Linked DNA regions of Lactuca sativa: region 2 is linked to region 1. The links are chromatin contacts, called in public Hi-C maps. All regions are on one chromosome and are shown on one strand. The core of a region is the stretch at or near the end of the contact, and the rest is flanking DNA. Distances in the headings are between cores, read along the strand shown. Region 1 holds the start of LOC111879748 (transcription factor MYB16). Region 2 holds the start of LOC128132856.

The links. A called contact is a pair of places that touch in the nucleus more often than the background predicts.
Region 2: a Hi-C map of leaf shows a contact between it and region 1, with 8 times the contacts expected there. The contact joins the promoter of LOC128132856 here to the promoter of LOC111879748 in region 1. A contact is called at or near these places in 3 of 4 Hi-C or Micro-C datasets (leaf and seed).

Annotation. Positions count from the first base shown.
Region 1 is chr3:166,928,402-166,932,400 of Lsat_Salinas_v11, forward strand. LOC111879748 (transcription factor MYB16) reads right to left here and starts at 1,776. Exons shown (of 3, transcript XM_023876185.3): 1 at 1,512-1,776; 2 at 1,247-1,376; 3 at 1-1,159. The coding sequence starts at 1,644. The coding sequence ends at 304.
Region 2 is chr3:167,260,948-167,264,946 of Lsat_Salinas_v11, forward strand. It overlaps LOC128132856, which reads right to left and starts at 2,119. Exons shown (of 3, transcript XM_052769851.1): 1 at 1,772-2,119; 2 at 1,379-1,444; 3 at 463-594. The coding sequence starts at 2,119. The coding sequence ends at 463.

The DNA of each region.
Region 1 (3,999 bases), core at 526-3,025:
TTCCAAAAGGTTGATACGATTATAAGATAACAAAGAACATGAAGTTCAAGCCGTACAACAGGCCTTCGATAGATAATGGATCATCAAGATTATGTCTAACATAAACGCCTTTTAAATAGTAAGTTATAGGAGTTTGAATTATTACACAATTCTATCGGAATTCAAAAAAATCAAAAAAAAAAAAAAAACCCTAGACATTAACCCTAGGAATCAACATGTTCTTACAACGTACACATGCAAGCATTTCAAGGACAGCATTTGGTCGAAAAAAAATGAACAAAAATTCGAGTGAGATATGGGCTTCTAAAACAAAGGAGGATCTTGCATCGAAGAATTCACCAAATTAAGAATGTTATTCCAGTAATTCTTACTATTATCCTCGTAGTAATTACTGTTGTTCACTCCATTAGGTTCGAGATCATTGCCGGAATCACCACCACTTTGTAAATTCCGATGACCACCGCCGGAACTGCTCAATAAAAGATCTGTAAAACTCTCTAAGAAATTGCCACCAGGGACGTGTTCATTATTGTTATCGGACGCCATGGTTACTCCACTGAACCCAGAAGTTAATGGAATCGAATTCTCCATGTCGTTTTCGTCCTTGTACTCCCACTCCTCTTCACCATCTTCTCCGGTGGCTCCATCATCGCAAGATCCCGATGAATTGCCACCAACAAACTCGAAAAAGTTAGTGGAACTCTCTCCGACGCCAGTGGTGGAAAGTGTCGAAGTTGGTGATTCTATATCTCCGATCCCATTAACGCCGTCGTCATTCTGCTTGCCACCCCAAACTCTATCCCATGCCTTGAGTATATCAAGACACCTTGTGGGTTCCCCGGCGGTGGTTGCCAATAATTTAACAGACGCCATGGATGCATCGACTGATCCAACTTGCTTTTCAACTGGGCATCGAAGCTTAGATTGTTTGACTAATCTGGCTTCAGCCTCGAGCCGAGCACTCTCCCATTGAGCCATGTGGCTTAAGTTAGCCACACTCTTCGATTGACCATCAGTACACAAAAGGGTGTCGTTTTTTGGCTTGTGGCTCACTGGATCTATCCCCATTTTCGTCAACCTCTTTTTCAGATGAGTATTCCAGTAGTTCTTGATCTCGTTATCTGTTCTTTTTGGCAAATGAGTTGCTATGGCTGACCACCTAATCATAAACATAAGCACATTAGATCTGTATTATATTATTGTATAACAAATCATAATGAGATAACACGTTAAAGGATAAAAATACCTGTTACCCAAAAGAGCATGAAGTTGGATGATCGTTTGTTCTTCTTGAAGACTAAATTTGCCTCTCTTGATGTCAGGTCGAAGATAATTGGTCCATCGCAACCTGCAACTTTTCCCGCATCTTTGAAGTCCTGTTTAGTTTGTGTTTTTGAATCAGTAATTTGTATTCTTAGGCAGAATAAAGTAAGAGAAAATTTTTGTCATGATCAATTTGGTATGAAGATAATATGTGTATTCATATAAGTAGCAAGTAAAAGAAGTGAAACCAGCTTTCGAAGGCAAAGCACGCCAACTTCCATGGCCGTGTTCTTCGATGTAAGCTAAAAGCTTCTGATCTTCTTCGGGAGTCCATGGTCCTTTCTTCAGTCCTACCTTATCGCAGCAGGGAGATCGTCCCATTTAATACCTATTCTTACTTTATAGTTTTCTATATATCGGAAAACCACCTCCGTCGCCGGAGATCACTTCACTTGGTTTTGAATTCCGAAGGATGAAACAAAATACTAAGGTTTTTGATATTTGCAATTTTATAGTGGCATCTACACATGCCTAGTATACCCCTCTTCATGTTCTAAAAGGCTAGTACAGTAAAATCCATTTATAATATAATAAATGTAAATCAATTTAAGCGATAAAAGTTAAATATCTTTCACAAATGTTTATTTTGATACAAAATTATAATAATATTTGTGGTTTAATTGGATGTCGTTATATAATTTTTTTTCTATATTTAATTATAGGCGGATCCACCTTGGAGCCTGGGTATCCCAGGATGCCCCTAAACATTTTTTCAGTAGTATATTTCGTTTATGTTGAGTTTGAAGTGTCTTCTTCCCCCACTAAAACCCTAGACGACCTCACCCTTTTTTCAGTCTTTCTCTCGGGTTTGGTAGCTAAGAGGGAGGGAGAAGCGATTCAAATGGTCTAAGAGAAGTTACTAAGGGTAAGGGCTAAGAGGCTTTCAAAGATTTGAGCATTTGTATGTTTAAATCAAGCAAAAAGGCCATGGATACACAGCTGCGTCGACTTTTGATAACAGATCAAGACATTACGTTTTTGACACAATTGACCACTCGGGTTTAAGCATATAAACGGAATCTACCATTTAGCCAATTTATCTAATTAAAATAGTTTTTGGAAATTGCTATTTACCCTCTTGAGATATATAATGTTTATTTAAAGAGTAATGATTTATTATTATTATTATTATTATTATTATTATTATTATTATTATAATTAAAAGAATTAATTACCGGAATCGAAACGGATGTTCTAGATATCACTACAAGAAGATTGGGCAACAGCGGCGACACGTGTCGCCGCTAAAACCTTTAGCGGCGATATGTCACTGCAAATGCGTCGCCGATATTGTTTCGTCGCTAATACGCTGAATGTCGCCGCTAATACTCATGGTCGCCGCTAATACAAGGCGTCGCCCGCTAATACTATCTGTCGCTACTAATAGGGTGTCGCTGCTAATAACATAGTGTCGCCACAAAATTAAGCACTTTGAAACCATATACAATACATTACTAGAAGTAAGTTGCTATTAATAACCTAATTAAGCCAAATGTATACATCAAATTTGCATATTCCAATTTCATCCAATTAAGCCAAATGTATACATCCAATTTCATACAATTTGCATATTCCAATTTCATCTACTTTACATATTCCAATTTCATCAAATTTCATACAATTAAGCCAAATGTATACATCCAATTTGCATATTCCAATTTCATCCAATTTCATACAAATTTATACATCTAAATTTCATTCAACAAAATTGAATGAAATTGAAAATGCATACAATCCAACAAAATTTATACATCTTAATTTATACATCTAAATTTCATACAAATTTATACATCTAAATTTCATTCAACAAATTTATACATCTAAATTTCATACAAATTTATATATCTAAATTTCATACAAATTTATACATTTAAATTTCATTCAACAAATTTATACATCTAAATTTCATCCAACAAAATGCATACAATCCAACAAAATGCACAACAACTTCCTATCTCAAAATAATAACATATCACTCAACAAAATTGAAAATTATTCACAAGTTATCATCTAAATGAACACAAAAACAGAAAAATCATAAAAAAAAGATGAGGAATTTGACCTTTGATTGGGGGCAATTTAGGAATTTAGCTAAATATCGTCGGATTTTGGGGCTGTGGCGGCCTTGTGGTGGTCTTGGAGGGAGGATAGGCTAGCACCGGTCCAACAAGCAATTTCTATTCCACCAAATTGGAAATGACACGCGAAATTGAAGAATGTCCGAGAGGAAAACGAGACCAAGAACAGAATGCAGAAAAAAATGGCAGAAAGGGAGTCTGGATATCTGCGTAAAGCATTAGCGGCGACGGGCAATAGCGGCGACGCTAGGGCATTAGCGGCGACACTAGGGTAATAGCAGCGCCAAATGGAGGGAAAAGCCAGCGCGTCTTTTCGCGTACCTCTACAGCCGTTGGATTGAAATGAAATCGGACGGTTGAGGTTAAATCGACGCGGATCGCTGTAACAAGGCATTAGCGGCGACCCCTTTAGCGGCGACACATAGCAATAGCGGTGACATGTAACGTGTCAACTACATGTCGCCGATATTGCTTCATGTTGCCGTTAAAGGCGTCGCCGGTAATGCCAATATTTCTTGTAGTGTATCTATTATCAATCTTTGTAACTGATCGTTTTCGTCAAATAAAAGAGTGAAGATGTGAACTTTAAAACGTAACT
Region 2 (3,999 bases), core at 869-3,368, 330 kb after region 1:
ATCCTTGGTCCATTTCACTAAAGGAGGATAATTTGGGTCATAGGATGGATCGAACTTTGCATTTACTTCCTCTTCAAGTTCTGATTGATCATCTTCGTCAGTTGTATTCTTTTTCTCCCCCTCGAATGACGAAGTATAACTTGTGTCAGGATCAGAGTTTTCATCCACTATGGGAGTCAAAATCTCCTCCTCGATTGGACTATTATTGGGTGGGTTTGGAGTTATATGCTCCCCGTCGCTTGGACCTTTATGAGTTGGGGATGGAATTGGATTCTCCCCCTCGAAATACATTTCGGTTGTCTTTGGTGCTGATGAACTCTCCCCCTTAAGCATTGACCCGTTGTTTGGAGAGTCATTGGAGGGTTGACCACCTGTCGGTTTAGGAGGTTCACTTTCCATTTCTTTAGCAGCTTCATCAATGATCTTTTTGAGATTGTCGATTTTGTTGTCTACTGCTTTCGCTTATGAGTTTTCTGCTTTCTCTGGTTCATCAAATAGCTGAATGTACCCTTCAAATAAGTTGGATATTGGAACCGAGACTTGTCCTGATTCAGGAAATATTTCCCCCAAGGCACTATTGCTCCTTTGAACTTTCTTCATGTAATCATCATCAAAGGTTACATAATATGTTTCTTCAATTCATTTGGAGCGTTTGTTCAAGACTTTGTATGCCTTTGAAGTGAGTGAATAACCAAGGAAAATTCCCTCACCAGCTTTGACGTTAAACTAATTGCGGTTCTCTTTTGAATTAAAGATGAAACACCTTGAACCGAACAAATAGCTGAATGTACCCTTCAAACAAGTTGGATATTGGAACCGAGACTTGTCCTGATTCAGGAAATATTTCCCCCAAGGCAGTATTGCTCCTTTGAACTTTCTTCATGTAATTATCATCAAAGGTTACATAATATGTTTCTTCAATTCGTTTGGATCGTTTGTTCAAGACTTTGTATGCCTTTGAAGTGAGTGAATAACCAAGAAAAATTCCCTCACCAGCTTTGATGTTAAACTAATTGCAGTTCTCTTTTGAATTAAAGATGAAACACCTTGAACCGAACACATGGAAAAATTTAACATTGGGCTTTCGATTGTTTAGAATCTCATATGGAGTGATTGAGAATCTTTTGTTGAGCAAGGATCGGTTCTGAGTGTAGCACGTGGTTGCAATTGCGTCAGCCCAAAAGTATAGTGGTAGAGAAGCGAAGCTTAGCACGGTTCTGGCTGCCTCACAAAGGGAACGGTTTCGTCTTTCAACAATCTCATTCTGTTGTGGGGTATATGGGGCTGAGAAGTTGTGAGATATCCCCTTGTCAGCCAGAAAATCCTCTAAATCTTTATTTTTAAATTCCAACCTGTTGTCGCTTCTAATGTTTCTCACCAGCATTCGTAGTTGTACTTTCACTTGCTTGATGAACGACTTCAACTTGGGCATCGCATCTGATTTCTGTTTAAGAAAGAAAACCCAGGTGAAGTGTGAAAAATCATCTACTATGAAAAGAATGAACTTACTTCCACCGAATCTTTCGATAGCCGAAGGTCCACATAATTCAATGTGCAGAAGGTCAAGAGCTTCAACTATCTTTGTATTAATTCGTGTAGGATGGATCTTTCTGCTTTGTTTACCCATCGCACACGCTGCACACAGATGTTCCTTATCAAACTTGAGAAGAGGAAGGCCTCGAACATGGTCACCAAGCACCAACTTATTAATGTCTTTGAAGTTCAGGTGCGATAGGTGTCGATGCCACAACCAGCTTTCATCAGTGTTTGCCTTTGATAGCAGGTATATGGCTGGTTTTCCTCGAATTGGGTTGAGATTCAAAGGATACATCTCTCCCTTGCGTTCAGACTTTAACAAAACCTTTTTGGATTGCTTCTCAATTATTTCAGAGCCCTCATCATCGAATGAAACCTTCAAACCTGTTCCCACAAGTAATTGTGACACACTCGTGAGGTTATGCTGCAATCCTTCCACATAAGCTACTTTTCGAATAGAAAAGTCTCCATTGGTTATCATACCATATCCTTTGATTGTGCCATATGAGTTATTGCCATACTTCACACATCCACCATCCTTTAGGGACTGAAACTCCCTCAGCTCTTCCTTCCTTCCTGTCATGTGACGCGAGTAGCCACTGTCTATATATCATTCATCATCGAACTGCTCGTCACTTATCACCTACACATTCAAGAAGATTTAGGAACCCAAAGTTTCTTGGGTCCTTGTGAGTTTTTCACAGAAAAAGGAATTGCAGTAGAAACATCAACCAAATAAGTTCTTTTTATTAGAGTGGATTGATCTTTTCTTTTGATGGTATACACCTTCATTTTGGTTTTATCTTGTTTAAATTTTGGTGTATTCGATGGTGTGTTGTTAGATGGTCTTGGTGTTTTCTTTTGAATCCTAGGTTTAGCTGACTTTTTCTTATTTTTGATATCAAAATCAGAATCAAGTTTTCTCTTTCCTTTGATGTCCTTCACTAAATTGAATTTTCTTTGGGAGTTGGAAGGACCGAAACTAGACTTTTGACCGAAACTTGACTTTCGTTTCTGAGTGCTGATGTTGGAACTGAAAGTAGACGATTGGTTGTTAGCCTTGACGTTTGGACCGAAACTAGACATTCGGTTCTGAGCTTTGGAATAGTAGGAATTTGGATTGAAATTTTATTTTCGTTTGTCAATTGATTCTTTCTTAGGAGGTACGTAGTTGGGGTTTTGAGATTGCCAATAACGTTTTCGCTCATTCAGATTTTTATTGTATCTATGATTTCTTTGGCGTTTCTTTTCAGCTAACTCCTTCTGAGATTTGTGAATGTTGAAACTTGATTTTGGCTTTTTCCTTTGATTTTTGGTTGTCTTAGTTGGAATAACTGGTTCTCTCATTGGTTCTTCAGGGATTTCTTTTGTTCCACTTGTGCTTGGTTTGTCGAAACTCGAGGGTTTGTTGATAGGTTCAGCAACGTATCTTCCTTTAACTCTCCATGAAGTTTGCTCAGATAAGCCAATGGTTTCGTCTGTGTTGTCAATAGGGGCTGACCAGAAGTAATCGTCGCACCCTTCAGCATTGTCTTTGTCAACTAAGATTTTAACTCTGCCGTTTGTTTTCCAGTGACTCCTATAACAGCATAGACTTGATTCGGCACAGTTTGAACCTTATTATAAACCATTTCTTTCTCCTTGAGTTTTTGTGGCTTGTCCTTTGACAGGCGAGCGTATTCCACCGAATTTTCAGAAATGAGGGGTTTCTCATTTTCGGTTTCGCTTTTCATGAACTCAGAGAAATCAACCATGTCTTCAACTGAGATTTCGCTCATCTCACTTTCTTCATCAAATTCATACATATTTTCTATGTTCATTTTATTTTATGAAATTAATTTAGCGTCAGACGAGTCAAATGATTGAATGGTTTCGGACTTAATTTTTAACCTATCATTTTCTTCTAAAAGATTTTTGAGCATACATTTATGTTCCTTAGAGTCAATGAAGGTCTCTATTTTATCCAGTCCAATTTTGTAAGCATTAGATGTCTCTTCTGAGGACACTATTGATTCACACTCAGCAAGGACCTCATCCTCCTTAAATTCAAGGAAGGGTAAGATCATCTTATGAATCTTTTTCGCTATTTCACAACTTAAATGCAATTGAGCAATATTAGTATATAAGCGCTTAGCAATTAAATAAAAAACATTCCTTTGTTTCAAAAAATTTAAATTGTCTCATTTCAAATAAATACTTTCATCCCTAGCCCTAGTTAACTCCGCCTCCTTCAGCTCAATCCACATCCTTCTCTCTTCACTTTTTGAAGACACCCTGCTGAGTTGGTCAGTTAGGTTAGAATTCGCTAAGCGAGTTTGTATGAGACTACCACTTAAGTTAGAAAATTTAAATTTTAATTCATTTAATTCTTCTTCATAATTTGTTACTGGAACTTTAAGTGATTTAACGATGGAGTGTACCTTTTTGATCAGTCGATCACAGTCGTTGATCTTCTTACTCACG